Linked DNA regions of Sus scrofa: region 2 is linked to region 1. A link is a contact called in public Hi-C data. All regions are on one chromosome and are shown on one strand. The core of a region is the stretch at or near the end of the contact, and the rest is flanking DNA. Distances in the headings are between cores, read along the strand shown.

Region 1 (7,656 bases), core at 458-2,957:
TACATGCAAGCATAATTTTATGCTTAAACAAACTCTACTGCAATACAGAACAAATTAGCATAAATTCCTACTTAAAAAGAGCCATCACTTTTAGCCAGGAAATTTTAGGAAAGACTTCACAGAACAGAGATGTCTACTTGTTCCTTAAAGGTGGGAAAAATTCTGGCCAGAACAAGCTCACTAAAGCCCTTTTACTTAGAGGCCTTTTGTCGGAGAGACCAGGAACAGAGCACATGGCCTGTCTTAGGTCTGAATCAGCAAGTGGCTGAGAAAGGGAGTGGGGAATAGAAGCCTGGGGGCTTGGCTGGAGCCAGATTACCCGGAAACCTGAGAGGTCAGACTGAAATCACGTTAGGGGCTACCCATTGAAGACCTCTGGGGCGAAAAATGGAATTCAAGTTGGGGAAGATTAGTTGGGTGGATGGGGACAGGCAGAAGGCAGCCCGCCGTGGAAACGGGAGTGCAGAGCGCCCTGCTAGAAGCAGCTACACAGGGCCTGGTTCCAGGAATCTAAACTGGAAACGAGGAGAAAGCCCCGCACCCACAGAGGGACTAAATACACAAACGCTGCCCAGACTGTAAACCCAAGTGACTAGGTGATTCCACTAACATAAATTAAAATGTTAATTAATATCCATTTAATGAAGGCCAAAATGCAGGACTCTGGTACACTTATAAATTTAGTTTTGGCATCCCACACCGCTGCAACACTCCGCACTGTCTGCATTCCTTAGGCTACTCCCTGCAAGCCACAGCACGTTTTTCAAAAAGTGAAAAGTCACGCTTCATAATCCACACACATTTGGCAAAAATCACAAATCATGCAAAACTGAATTTGGTAAATAAACAGTTTGGGAAAAGCTGTTTCAGCAATGAAATGGCCGATGGTATTCAGAGACCATGAAAAGCTTCCCCACTGCTCTAGGTTAAAAACTTTCTGTTAGGGATGAGTATTTCCAGCTCTGCAGGATACACCTGACCAACAAGAGGCCCATCCCAGTTGCATCCTTACTTACCCTCCCGAGTTAAAGGCCGACAGAGGACTCCCCTCTCTGCGCTCCGCTCCCCTCCCCCAGGAGGAGCCGGGCGAGGCCAGGCCGGACCAGCAAAAGCGTACCCAGCGGTCTCGCCCCCAGGGCGCGGGCGCCGGGCTCCCCTCCCCCGCCGGCAGTCTGGGCCCAGGCGGGCGCTCCGCCCGCGCCGAGCCCGGTACCCGGCGCAGCCTCGCCCGGGGGTGGGTCCCACTCACCTCGGCCCGGGCCGGCTCGGGGCCCTGCGCAGCCGCGGGTTGCGGCTGCAGCTGCTGAGCTGGCGCCGGAGGCTCCTTGTTCCGGTGGCTGAGGTCCTCGTCGGGAACAGCCCGGACGCCGGCCGGGGCCCACGGCAGCGGAAGGAGCAGGAGCAAGAGCAGGAGCAGCCGGGGCGCGGATGAGCGGCCGCTCCCCGGGGCCACCGTCGCCATCCCGCCCGCCGAGACGGCCGCGCACCGGCACTACAAGAGGAAGAGCGGGCGCCGCGAAGTCTCGATCCGGAGGAGTCCCCGCGCACGTCCCTCAGGCCTCGCCGCCGCCGCTCAGGGAGGGGCCGGCAGCATGCGGGAAGCGGCTGGCGCGGGAGAGAGGCTCTAGGCAGGCCGGCGTCCGGCCGCAAGACTCCGCCAACTGTCTCGGCGCGGCCGGGCCCTGTTCTGCCGGGCCCCGCCCCCGCATGTGACGGCCTCCCATTGGCCGGGCGTCCGCCTCGGCGTCGTGACGTCCTCCGGCAGGTTGAGGTGCGGCTCGCGCCCTCCTCCCATTGGACCCCGCGCTTCCGAGGTACCCGGCGCCGCGTGACCTTCCTGGCCTGGCATCCTTCTGGCACCCCACCCGAGACCCTTTCGCGTACCCTCTCCCTGCAGCCCCAGAATCGCGCGGCTCTTTACTTCTTGTTCCCCCTTTTCCTCTGCTCTGATATCCACCTCAGCCTCTCGATTCTCTGAGCCTTTCCTAGCTGTCAAATTATTTCCAGCGCCCTGGTTACGTGGCACTTGCTACGGGAACTGCCACACCTTAGCCAGGTTCTGCACTTCTTTACCGATTCTCAGTAACGCCTCCGACCCGACGATCTACTGAGGACAATGTTCTTAGATGCGAGTATTTAAAACAAACTTCTGAAATAGGACTTAGGAAATAACAGACAAAAATTGTTAAGCCTTGTTTTAGATATCATTTGTTTGCCTATAAGCACTCCCAGACCGAAAAGATCTAACGTTACCCTTTTCTTGCAACACCTTTCTGTTTCACATGTTTTATGCAGCATCTATCTTAGAATGACCTTTGGCTTTTTGAACTTGAGTGTTTAGGATTTTTGAGGGATGGGGATTAAGGTAGGCGGGAGTAGAAAACAGGAAAGGATGGTGGGTTGAGAATATTTTTACAGCCTAAAAAATAAGTCGAGCTATTTAGTTATCCGAAGTTTGACTAAGATTGTGTAAACCATGTGCCAGGCACTATTATAAATACTTTATATATATATTTACATATATTAGCCTGTGCTTTGTGAAGAAATAAGGAAGGTTATCAAATACTGGAGCAAGAATTGAACCACCAAAACAATCTGCAGCAGAGGGAACAAACCTACTTTGAATTCGCTGAAGATACTGTATTATGTCATGGCTTAGTAGAGCTTTTGTCCATGAGGGTCTTCCTGTCTGTAGGGTCCTCCGTTCTGTCATTGTAAACTCATACTCTCATTTCCAAAACCTGTCCAGGCCTGACTACTCAGAAACCTTCCCCCAACACCTCCTCTTACAGAATCCATCACTCCTCGCTTTACACTACTGTAGGGTAGCATATACATGCTTCTATTATTTTTAGTAACCAGGATACCTTATGGTTTGGCATACAACTATTGTGCCTCCTGATTCAGCCCTAGGGGTAAACATTTGAGCCCTCACAAACTAGTCATGACTAGAGCCCAGTAAAAACCAGAACCCAGAGGTGTGGACTACCCTCGCTCCAACTCCCTCTCCTGTATGCACGCAGCACCTGCAGAGCTTCAGGGGTAGCTGAGAGGCAGTCTGGTGGCTCAGTCTAATGGCAGAGGCAGAGACTGAATGTGGCAAAACTGGCCACGAGTCCCTGATACCTGGAAGGTGCTTGGCTTATTTTCTGAAGTGGACCCCCACACTACACAGCTTTGTAACAGGAAGTACTCCTGGCTGAATTCCCAGTCACCTCAGCAGATGAAACAAACTGCCAGATGCCTATGAGCCACCTGGTGATGGAGGGCAACTCAGGGGCAAGTCAGCAAAGCTGCTCAACAGATACAAAGTGAACAGAGATCAAGCCGATTGCCCCCGCCCACGCCCTAGGAGGGGACCTGCAGGGTGCAATTAGTGCAGTGTCAGTATCCCCACCAGCCAGGGTGGGCCCTTCTGGCCTATTCAGTGTTACCCTGATCCAAGGGCCCTCAGCCTCTGCCAGTTTAGGCTCCAGGTGTCAGATTCCCAAGTGATCAGCTCTCTCCATGCCCAAGGGTGCTAAATCAGAGTTGATTTAGAGCCATCATGGTTCTATTCCTCACAGGTGACCAACTCCTTTGGGAAAAACAAAATAAGACAAAAACCTGAAAGCACTCTTCTGATACCTTTCTTCGAAACAGAGCTACTTACTTGATCCTCAGTAAGGACTGGAGACTCAACAATTCCGAGATTTTTTTTTTTTTTTTTTTTTTTTGATCCTGGCCTGCATAGATATAGTCTCACTAAAATTTAATCACTGGTAGGCACCCTACTCGGAAGAACCCTACTACACTGTATTTTAATGATTTTTTTATTCCTCCTTCCTTACTGAGCTTAGGATGGTAAGATTATGTCTCTTATCTTTTCTATCCCCAGCACCTAGCAGATTTCTAAACTTGGTAATAGTGGCAGTCATCATCACAGTGGTAATAGAAGCAGCAAATCTTTACTGAGTGCTTATTCAACCCATGCAGTGCACTGAATGTGCTCCATGAATGATCCCACAAGGTAGGTAAGTACTCTTATCCTCATTTTTACAAATGTGCAATTTGAGACAGCTCAAGTAACTTTCCCCAAATTGCAGTTTGTAAGTGGCAGAATGGTACTTGATTTCTGCTTGTTGAACTTAACTGTGTCCTACTTAGGGAAAGGCCAAACATACAAAACCAGTCAGTTGATGGTGACCATTTCCACTCTCACTAGAGGAGGATGTTTTTTCTCCAGTGCAAGTTTCTGTGAGGAGAACTTCCTGGCTTCCCTCCCAGCCTAAGCGTTTCTTCTCTGATGATGTAAGGTCAATTTGGGCAGAGTAGCTGAACATACTGGGCTCAGTTCTGCCACCTTTTTCCTCTTAGGAGGTGCAGCCCACAGAGAAAAACAAATTTATCCCTCTCTCCAGAGCTGGCCTGCTCTTAGCCCAGGAATTCAGTATGAGCTCTGCACACCTACCTGGCTGCCAGATCGAAAATCACTCCTGGAGGCCTGTCTCACTCTTGGTTTCCTCTCTCAATGTTTCAGAAGTACGGAAGAGAGGAGCTCTTCCCTGAACTCTCTGAGACCTCTCCTTGTACTACAGAGTCATCGAAGAGTAGATTTCCACGTTTTCACTGGAAACAGTGCACAGAGGCAAGGCTGGTTAGAAAAGCCAGGGCAGGGAGTGATGAGAACGGAGAGAGTGAAGCAAAACCCAGAAACTTTCCATTAAGACTCAACCGAAGAGCATTCAAAATTATGGAGAACGGAGTTCCCATCATTGCGCAGTGGAAATGAATCTGACTAGGAACCATGAGGTTGGGTTAAGGATCCCTGCCCTTGCTCAGTGGGTTAAGGATCCAGCGTTGCCCTGAGCTGTGGTGTAGGTCACAGAGACGGCTCTGATCCCGTGTTGCTGTGGCTCTGGCATAGGCTGGCGGCTATAGCTCCAATTAGACCCCTAGCCTGGGAACCTCCATGTGCCATGGGTGTGGCTCTCAAAAAGACACAAGACAAAAATAAAAATAACAAAATTACGGAGAAGGTGCTTAGCAAATGAATATAAGTTAATGTCACATAGCCGTTTACAACTTGCTTGACCTGCAACTCTCTAAAGCACTCTTGTGATGTGAGTGAAGTACACCACCATCCACAGGGATGCTAAAACCCTTTAGATGATGGGGTCTGGACCTGGCAGGGGACCTCTGCTGGTCCAGAGCAAAGGGGAACTGCCCTTTTGGCCCATTCATGGACCTTCCTAGGTTTCCACAGTCTGGCTGGAAAACCAGAAAAGGAATACTAAATATGTGCTCCTTGGATTCTTATTTATCCAGCTACATGCTTGCTGTTTCCATCCAGATGTTACACAGGCATTTAAAATAAAGCATCGGTCAAATGGTTCTCTTGATTTTCCTCCAAAAACGTATTCCAGGCTTAATTTCTAAAATATACAAACAGCTCCTACAACTCAATAACAAAAACAAACAAAACCCAATTGAAAAATGGGCAGAAAACCTAAATAGACATTTCTTCAAAGACAACATACAGTGAAGAAAAAGGAACCCTCCTACACTGTTGGTGGAAATGTAAATTTATGCAGCCACTTAGGACAACAGTATGGAGGTTTCTCAAAAAACTAAAAATAGAACTACCATATGATCCAGCAATCCCACTCCTGGGCATATTTCCAGACAAAATTATAATTCAAAAAGATACATGCACCCCATGTATCCATGCAGCTCAGTATTCACAACAGCTAAAACATGGAACTGAAATGTGGAATGACAGAGGACTGGATTAAGAGGATGTGACATACACACACACACACACACACACACACGTATATACACAGATACAGTGGACTATTACTCAGGCATAAAAAAAAGAATGACATAATGCTATTTGCAAGAACATGGATGGACCTAGAGATTATTATACTAAGCAAAGTCAGTGAGAAAGAGAAAGACAAATATCATCACTTATATGTGGAATATAAGCTATGACACAATCGGTGGACATTTAAGTTGCTTCCACGTCTTGACTAAAGTAAATAGTGCTGCAGTGAACATTAGGGTGCATGTATCTTTTTGAATTATGGTTTTCTCCAGATATATGCTCAAAAAATATGCATCACTGAATCACTTTGCTATACTCCTGAAACTAACACAACACTGTAAATGATCTACACTTCAATAAAAAAGAGCACTGATACACAAATTGTATCACTTAGAAATCCATAATTTCATCAAAATTCAAGATAGAACTGAATTTGTTTTGGGTAGATGTGCATCTTCATGTTTCTTAATTCCTACAATAAAGTCATTTTATAGAATAATCATCACATAAAAAAACAATTATGAGGATATTTTTCAGCTTTATAGGAATAAAATTTTTTTTATTTAGTTTAGGTTCTTTCCCCTGATGTTTCATTTTCAAACGTAAGCCATCTCTGCTGTCATTTTGTATCCACGGTCAGTTCTAAAGACATGAAGAATAGAAGGGGGGCCCATATTATGGTGCCATTTCTCTGATTTTTTGAAAAATAATTCCCCATACTTGAAAATCACAGAATGCTGACAGGACAAGCTGACTGGGTGACTGCTTATAAAGTACCAGAGTTTGACCCTCGCATGAATGGACGTGTATCCTTGTTAGACTCAATGCTAATTTTCATGAAGGTGCCAACCCACTGGAGGCATTGCCCCAAATTATTATTTTGTGGCATCTGTTTTGGATCAAATGCAGATTTTTCCTTATGACAAATTCTGCACTCTGACCCACATTACTACACTATTACTTTTAACATAGATGCAATGCCTACTAGTTGATAGATTTTGTATAGGGCACATTAAGAGCACACATTTTCTTGCATTTCTTGCTCTTTTCTATGCTTATTAAGCATTCTTAGCCACAAACAGTCTTCAATAATGGCTTATGGTGAAAATCTGGGCATACTCTTACCTGACCAGGGCTGGCTACATAATTTGCTGGGCCCAGTGCAAAATGACAGTGTGGAACACCTGTTCAAGTGCAGGGGAAAAAAGTGCAGTTAAAGGTGCTAATACAATATTGGTAATGGCAATACATGAGTAACTTGAACTTGAAAATCGCAAAAATAATATTTTGGGGTCTGACATTCTACAATGGTTTATTAAGATGATATCTTGATTGATTATGAAAAATTTCTGGCTCACCTGTTTGCAAATTCATTAAGATTTATTTTTATTTGTTTATTTTTGCTTTTTAGGGCCATACCTGAAGCATATGGAGGTTCCCAGGCTAGCAGTCTAATTGGGGCTACAGCTGCCGGCCTACACCACAGCCGCAGCAACGCAGGATCTGAGCTGCACCTGCAAACTACACCACAGCTCACAGCAATGCCAGATCCTTAACGAGGCCAGGGATCGAACCCACAACTTCATGGTTCCTAGTCAGATTCGTTTCCACTGTGCCACAATGGGAACTCCAAATTCATTAAGATTTATACTTTTCATTTTATTTTCATTTTCACCAGGTAAGAAATTCAGGGAGTTCCCGTCGTGGTGCAGTGGTTAACGAATCCGACTAGGAACCATGAGGTTGTGAGTTCGATCCCTGCCCTTGCTCAGTGGGTTAATGATCCGGCATTGCCATGAGCTGTGGTGTAGGTCGCAGACGCAGCTCGGATCCCACGTTGCTGTGAC
Region 2 (7,573 bases), core at 779-3,278, 160 kb before region 1:
TTAAGGCGAGGGTTTAGGCTGGGGGACAAATTTAGGGTCTATGAAGCTATGAGGCAGGATTTTTGTTTTAGGGAAAGGTGGAATTTGGTAGTTGGAAATGTTATTAAAAATATGTGATACAGTTTTTTGCTTGGAGAGAATATGGGGAAAAGGTAAGTTGTGAACCCAGCCATGGGAAATGTTCAAGCAGTGTCATAGGACTGAGCAAAAAACAGGGGATTATCAACAGGTCTTGGTAAATGATTAAATACAGAAAGTGAGAGGGGAGTCAAAGATGAATATGATTTGTTCCCAGTGACTAAGAGGACAATGGAATCATTAAAAAGGGCAAAGGTATTTTGAAAATATGTGTTCCAGATGATGTAGAATATGAGGACATAGCACTTTCTCCAGCATAAAATCCAAACATCCACACCCTAGGAAAAGCATTCAGCAAGCTTCTGTACCCTCAGTATTGTTAAACTTACCTCCTCTCTTGCTCTGGCTATGTTAAGATTCTTGATTGCAAGTGACAGAAAACCTCTCATTGGTTTAAGCAGTAAATACATGAATTTATTGAATAATTTAACTGAAATTTCCAGTTATGTAGTCCACATTAAATTCAGGGCATCAAAACACGTTTGCAGCCCACATCTCCATTTTTGAATCTGCTTTTTTCCATGCTGCCTTCTTTCTCAGACTCTGTGAGTGGGAAGTTGGCTTCAGGCCTCCATTTTTCCAGAATTAAATCCATTGGAAAAAGAGAGATCACTCCTCTTGTTAAGTCCAGTTTAATGCAGAGGATTAACTCAAATATGTTTTCCCCTGGGGTGCTGCCCCAGCCAAAGGTCTGAGAGTGAAGAAAGGATAGTTCTCCAGGAAACTATCAGAGTAGGGAATGAAGGCTGACCGGGGAAAAATGTCTACTAAACTTCTGTCTGCTACTGATGACTCCATTAGAATTTCCCACTCGTGTCGGAAAAACGCTCATGTAAACGATCAGGGATCTGAATAAGTTCCTCAGTTGTAATGTTCTTTTCATCTTGAGTACACAGCAAGAATTTGAAAAGTTTACTGATATGAATGTTACCTTGAGGGGAGGATTTTATAGTCAAAACAGGTGTTTATTTTTTGAAACAGGACGACTACTTCTATTTCAAATCCAAAGAACATTAAAATGTGAAAACTACTAGGAATCAGGGCTGTAAAGACCTCTTTTCCAATAATTTTCAACCGCCGAAATACGTTTTCCCGTGCGGACCAAGTGTCTTAACTATCAAAGGTTAAGATAAGGACTATTAGGATAAGGATATCCTAAGATAAGTGCGCAGTACTCACACGTTTTTCTAACAAGGGAAGCGGTGCAAATTAGGGTCCTGGTTTATCCTACAGCTTCACCCCCCACTTTGCCTTATACTGTCACCTGGCCTTTAAGGCCAAGTAAGAAACTCCAAAGCGGCACAGCCGTACCTTCTTTTGCCTCCCTCCTCCAGCCAGGGCTCCCGCCCAGTTTCCTCAGGCCCACCTTCCAGCGAGAAGCAACTAAAGCAGTGCACCCCCAGGATAGCGCAAAGGAAGAGTCTGGAGCTCAGTCACCCTCACAAATTCCCTCTTCCAGACCCAAGAAACGAAGCGCAAGGGATGCTATTGGAGAAGGGAAAAAGCTCTTGCGCCTGCCAATACCGGAAAATTTCCCCTGGCGCTGGCAGTCATTCGCCTCTCTCTCTCTCTCAGAGAGACCCCTCCGCGGGAAGAAGGAGAGGGTGATTCCTCGGGACCCCTCCGCCTGGAACCACCCTCTCCTTCTCCCCGCTCCCCGCATCCAGGGTGAAAGCCGAAGCCGCCTCCCTAGAGCTGCCCGGGCCGGCCGCGCCCTCCGCCGACCAGGCCCGCCTCCCCTGCTTTCCTGGAACCGTGCGGGCAGCGGGGTGCGGGGAGACTAGGGGTTTCCTTCCCGCCCTGCGGCGGGCGGCCCGGGGCCCCGGGATCTCTTCGCTGCTCCGCGCTGCCTAACGGGCAAGTCGCATGCGCGCCGAGCCGCGCCGGGGAGATGAGAGCGAGGGGAGGGGCGGACGCACAGCGCCGGCCGGCGGAGCCCGGGGTCACGAGGACGCATGCGCCGGAGGGAGCGCACTCTCCGACGCGGATTGCGACTGCCCGCTTTGAAAAGGAAACCCCCAGGGCGCGAGCGCGAGGGAAAGCTGGCCCAGACGCGTGCGCGCTCCCGGTGAGTGTCGCCCACCCGGTGGGCCTTGGCTGGACGTCCGCCGGCGGCTGGCTTGGGCGGCGCATGCGCTCCCGGGGCCGGTGGAGGAGGGGAGGCAGGGAGGGGGAGGAGGAGCGGGCGGCGGTGGCGGTGCCTCGGGCTGGGTGGGGGGCGCCGTCCGTTCAGGTGCTGCTGGTGCTGGGGCCGCCGCGTATCCCGGACCCGGCCGGGTCTGCGCTTCCGAGTCGCCGCCGCCGGACCCCGGGGTGGGGTGGGGAGGAAGCCGGAGACGCCGCGCGCCACACGGTGAGGGCGCGGGGAAGGGGAGGGAGGGGGGGCGGCGTGCGGGGCTGGGGGCGGTGGCCGGCGGGGGGCCGGGCGCTGGAGCCAAGTTTTGCCTCTCACCCTGGTGAGTGTTTTCGGGAGTTGGGCGGAGGCCCGGCGGCGCGGGGCCCTCGAGGACAGCGGGGTTACCTGCGGGGTAGGGGCGGGATCGGGGTGCCCGGCGGGGCCCGGTGGCCAGAGCGCTCCCTTGGGTTGGGGCCGATTGCAGCGGTCGAGCGGCCGGGACCGCCGGCGACCTGGTGCGGGGAGCGCTTTCGCCTGGGACCCGCTAGGCCTTGTGACCCACTTTATTCCTGTCACAACCCGGGCACGTTTGGAGCGGCGCCCAATGGGGCGCGGGGACGGCCAGCTCCTCGGGGAACCCCCGCCCTCCCGGCGTGCTGTCCGCGGGGCCGCCGCCCGAGGGCTAGTTCCGTTGGTGGTCGCGGTTCCAGGCCGGGTCCTCATGGCGCCTGCCCTTCCCGGTCCCTTTCCGCCTGCGGAGCCGGTCCTGGCGCCCTGGCCCTCGGATCGTCATTTCCACCGCCGAGCGCCCGGAGCTTAAGCCCCCGAGTGCGTTTTTGCCGGTGGAGCAGTCCACAAAGCAAAGCCTCCCCTCTGACCTGGCAAATGAGACGTGGAATCAGGTGGCGATTTCTTGCTGTTAGGATGCCACGCTAATACTTAACAGCCTTCTAACTTTAACCAAACCAAACCAGTGTTTTCTTTTACAGCGAAAGAAAAGCACCAGAAGTAAAGAAACTTTTACAGCTTTTGTTGATTTGGCTGTTAACGCTGATCCCCCGAATCAAAAAAAGGTAATCAAACTTGAAAGTTTGCATTTTAATTTGTAGCTTCATTTTAAATGATGAGAGGAGAAAATTGTGCAGTGTTTACCCTCCACTTGGTTGAAAAACAAAGGTTCTAAAAAGGCTATATTTATATAATGAGTGGGTTTCTCTGTTTAAAATCTTGTTGAGGGGGAAAAACTAACTCAGGTGTTAAGTAGTAAACTGATGAGAACGTCATTAAAGGTTAGCCTAAGGAAGATAGAAGGAAAGTTGTGGGACAACTGGTCATAGTCAGCTATGAAAGAAAACAATGAGGAAGGGTTCTGTGTACTGACCTGGGAAGAGCTCCAAAATATGTTATGAAGTGAAAAAAAGATGTAGGGCTGTGTGAATAATGTGCTGCTTTGTGTGTTAAGGGGACAGGCGAGGAATAAGAATACAAGCTTGCGTTTGCTTTTCTAAGTATAAAGCGACTCTGGAAAGGGAGAAACTGCAGAACTGGTAATGGTGGGCGAGAGGGGGAAGGAGCCTGATGAGGGGATGGTGGGAAATGACGTTGTGTATGTCTTATTTTTAAAGTATTTGGACTGTATTATGGATTCATAAACTAAACAGAAGTCCTTCTTTCCAAAATAACTTGTTATGTGTTTTTGTTTGTTGCTTATTTCTCTTTCCTAATTTATGGTGATTTTGGACATTTTCAACATGATTTCTCTTAATATTTTTAAGGAAAATGAGCTGTAAAATTCAAAGAAAGCTTAGGGTAAGTTTGGCTGTCTATGCCTCGATTTTTAAGGTGCTGGTGTCACATTTAATTTTTAAAGCTGTTTAGTCACATTTTACTTTGCCGAAATATGACATCATTTACATTTGGCATTATGGCTGGATTATAAAGATTTCAGAGCATGGTTTGCCTCCTTTTTTTTTTTTTTTTTTTTCAGGAATCATACTTGCATAAAATTTGACTTTTAGTTTTTTTAACCCCAAAGTTGTCATGACAAATAGTTGGAGAGTATGAGCACTCCATTAAAATGGTAATAGAATCGTTTGTCCAGGTAGTTTGCTTTGCAGATTTGGGAAATGCTTTTCTCAAGACAATCAGATATGAACCTCAGTGACATGTAACTTTATATGTATATTTATTTTTATAGTACTTTCGGGGAATTAAAACTAGCAGTCAGTGCAGAACATCAAAATTTTTTTATGGCTTATTGATTGCTCCACACAGTACATGATTTGGGGAAGGGTACTCAGAACCTCTTGGATGCTAATATAATGAAAGTAGTGAATGTTGAGTAGTGGTTGACAGTTACTGTGGGCATTTTCGTTATGTTTCCAGTATTCCTTTTTATTTTGTACGATAGGATAATTATTTTTGTTTGACTTAGAGGTCTCTAGTCAAACTTATGCATATTTTTTCATTTGAATTCCATGTGGGTCTATTCAGTCTTTTTGAAAAAATAGAATTGCATTTCAAAATTTTACTTAAAATTTTGTTATTGTTTTTCAAATTATAGAAGTAGAGTGGTGTTCATGAGAAATTAAAACAATGCAGTGTATATGTACGTGAAGCAGCCTTTGCACGTGTCCACCTCTTCTCACATCTCTGCAGAAATGACTGCTGTTAACAGTGTTGTATAACCTTCGAGTTCTTTTTCTGTGCATTTACAAACATGAATTTTCAGTCTTGAGAACTGAATTGTCTTGTTTTGTCCGCTTGTTTGCCTTCAATGTGAGCTCTGTTAGTGTCACAGGTCAGGGAAATGACCTGGAGTGTGTCAGAAAGTTTAACATATAGTATGCGCCTTAGGACAGTCTCATCTTTTCACTGGTGAGGGGCTGGTTAGTTTGGGGCACAGTTACGGTTTGTAGTGAGCTCTCACTGTTGTGAGCTTTAATCTGATGTGGATTGAATTTACCTTTAGACTTAGAGTCCGTGGCTTTTATAGGACTCTTTAGGGTCCACATTTCTAGGGTTTTGACCTGGTCAGTAGCTCACAGGTTAAACTGCTTTTGTTCTCCTGCATGTGCGGGCCAATAGAAAACTACTTAGGTTCCACCAGCCTGTCCTGGTCTCTGGAGTGAAACTACACAGGTCTGTCCTTAACTAGGAGACATTGACTTGGAATGCAGCCTTGGAAGGGGAGAGGGAGCAGAGGCAGTCAGGTCTGGTTTGTCCTATAATGACAGCAGACAAGTCGTATGTACACCCCACCCACCCCTGGCCCCCTGCACAGAGAAGACTGCCTTTCTAACCAAGCTGCAAATAATTGCCAAGACTTAATTCCTTTTAGGTGATAGAAAGTTGAGTATTAGTCAAGACTACTAAACTAGGTGAGCTATATAGAAAGATGCAGTACAGTTGACCCTGCCCTGAGCATATTTGAAGTCTAGTGTCTTTAACATTGTGGTTGCCAAAGGGGAGGGAGTGGGACAGATGGGAGTCTGGGGTTAGTAGATGCAAACTATTGCATTTGGAGTGAATAAGTGACAAGATTCTGCTGTATAGCACAGGGAACTATATCTAGTCACTTGTGATGGAACATGATGGAGGATAATGTGAGAAAAAGAATGTATATATCTATAGTATAACTGAGTTACTTTGTTGTTCAGCAGAAATTGACAGAACATTGTAAATCAACTATAATAAAAAATTAAAAAAAAGTATTTGTGGAAGTTGCCATTGTGGCTCAGTGGGTTAAGAATCCAACTAGTATCTATAATGATGTGGGTTTGATCCCTGGCTTCCATCAGTGGGTTAAGAATCTGGTTGCTGTGGCTGTGATGTAGACTGGCAGCTGCAGCTCCAATTTGACCTCACCTAGGAACTTCCGTATGCTGCAGGTATGGCTGTTAAAAAAAAAAAGAGCATGTATATAATGATTATAACACAAGATAGGAAATGATAGATTCTAGAATAAATACGTACATAAGATTGTAAGGGTGCGAATGTTTCCGCTTTTTACTTTTGTAGACGTAGGATTTGGAGGGAGAGTAGATACCTTAACATTTTTAAAATACAACAGACTTGGAAAGCTCAAATATCAGCTCTGAAGGGGTGAGGAAGTAAGGAGTTGAGTTGCATCCTCATGGCAGTCAATTATGACATTTATTTATAGTTGTTTATTTTTGTTTTTACTCTGTCCCACTGGAAAGAACCATTTGATGTTTTATTTGATAATTATCATACAGCCTCTCTAAGATTTCAGGATTTTAGAAATAAGAAATTTAATTGTACCAGATGAGTGTCGTCTATCATTTAATGTGTCAGGCAGTGTTAGTATTAAAAGTAAGTTGTTTTTTCCTATCATGTTTTTTTCCCCTCAAAGCACATATTTAATGTGCCCTCTCCCACATTTATTTGTGGTGCTGTGTCAAATAAAACATTTATAACCAAATAAATATTTTAAACTATGAAAGTGAACAACAATATGGTGAAAAATCCATCAAAGTTCCACATTACAGCAAAACTACCTTTTATTGTTTTGCAGATGCATAAAGTAAAAAAAAAATTTGAGGTATAGTTTCTCATATGCATCATACAAGTGGACATTGCGTTTTCTCCTTTTCTGAGTCTAAAATTCTAGATGGGAGTTCCCGTCGTGGCGCAGTGGTTAACGAATCTGATTAGGAACCATGAGGTTGCGGGTTCGGTCCCTGACCTTGCTCAGTGGGTTAACGATCCGGCGTTGCTGTGAGCTATGGTGTAGGCTGCAGACGCGGCTCGGATCCCGCGTTTCTGTGGCTCTGGCGTAGGCCAGTGGCTACAGCTCCGATTAGACCCCTAGCCTGGGAACCTCCATATGCGGGGGAGGGGGGGGCGGCCCAAAGAAATAGCAAAAAGACAAAAAAAAAAAAAATTCTAGATGGAGTTGTATGAATTATAGAATCCTTTTAAATGTCAGCAATTTAATTGTTACTAATTACTGTAATTATTATAATGGCATTTATATTTATAGGTTGCTTTACAACCATTTGTTAGTCGTTTTTATAGCTCTGTTAGGTGTAACTTCTGTAAATTTGGGTAAGAGGTTCCTGTTTTTCTTCTCTCTCTCTCTTTTTTTTCTTTTTCCTGCTTTTTAGGGCCGCACCTCTGGCATATGGAGGTTCCCAGGCTAGGGATCCAATTGGAGCTACACCACAGCCACAGCGATGCCAGATTCGAGCCGAGTCTGCGACCTACACTACAGCTAACAGCGACGCCGGATCCTTAACCCACTGAGCGAGGCCAGAGATCAAACCCACAACGTCATGGTTCCTAGTTGAACCTGTT

The links. A called contact is a pair of places that touch in the nucleus more often than the background predicts.
Region 2: a contact with region 1 is called in a Hi-C map of embryonic fibroblasts, with 4 times the contacts expected there. The contact joins the promoter of CLOCK here to the promoter of TMEM165 in region 1. A contact is called at or near these places in 3 of 5 promoter capture datasets (fetal liver, fetal skeletal muscle and liver), 18 of 47 Hi-C or Micro-C datasets (adipocytes, alveolar macrophages, blood and 11 more) and 2 of 2 datasets of contacts at active chromatin or transcription factors (alveolar macrophages and skeletal muscle).

The regions. Positions count from the first base shown.
Region 1 is chr8:54,745,621-54,753,276 of Sscrofa11.1, reverse strand. TMEM165 (transmembrane protein 165) reads right to left here and starts at 1,707. Exons shown (of 6, transcript XM_021101337.1): 1 at 1,250-1,707. The coding sequence starts at 1,462. LOC110262103 (a long non-coding RNA gene) reads left to right here and starts at 1,727. Exons shown (of 3, transcript XR_002346666.1): 1 at 1,727-1,814; 2 at 3,878-4,013.
Region 2 is chr8:54,904,647-54,912,219 of Sscrofa11.1, reverse strand. CLOCK (circadian locomoter output cycles protein kaput) reads left to right here and starts at 2,028. Exons shown (of 23, transcript XM_021101324.1): 1 at 2,028-2,206; 2 at 3,244-3,327.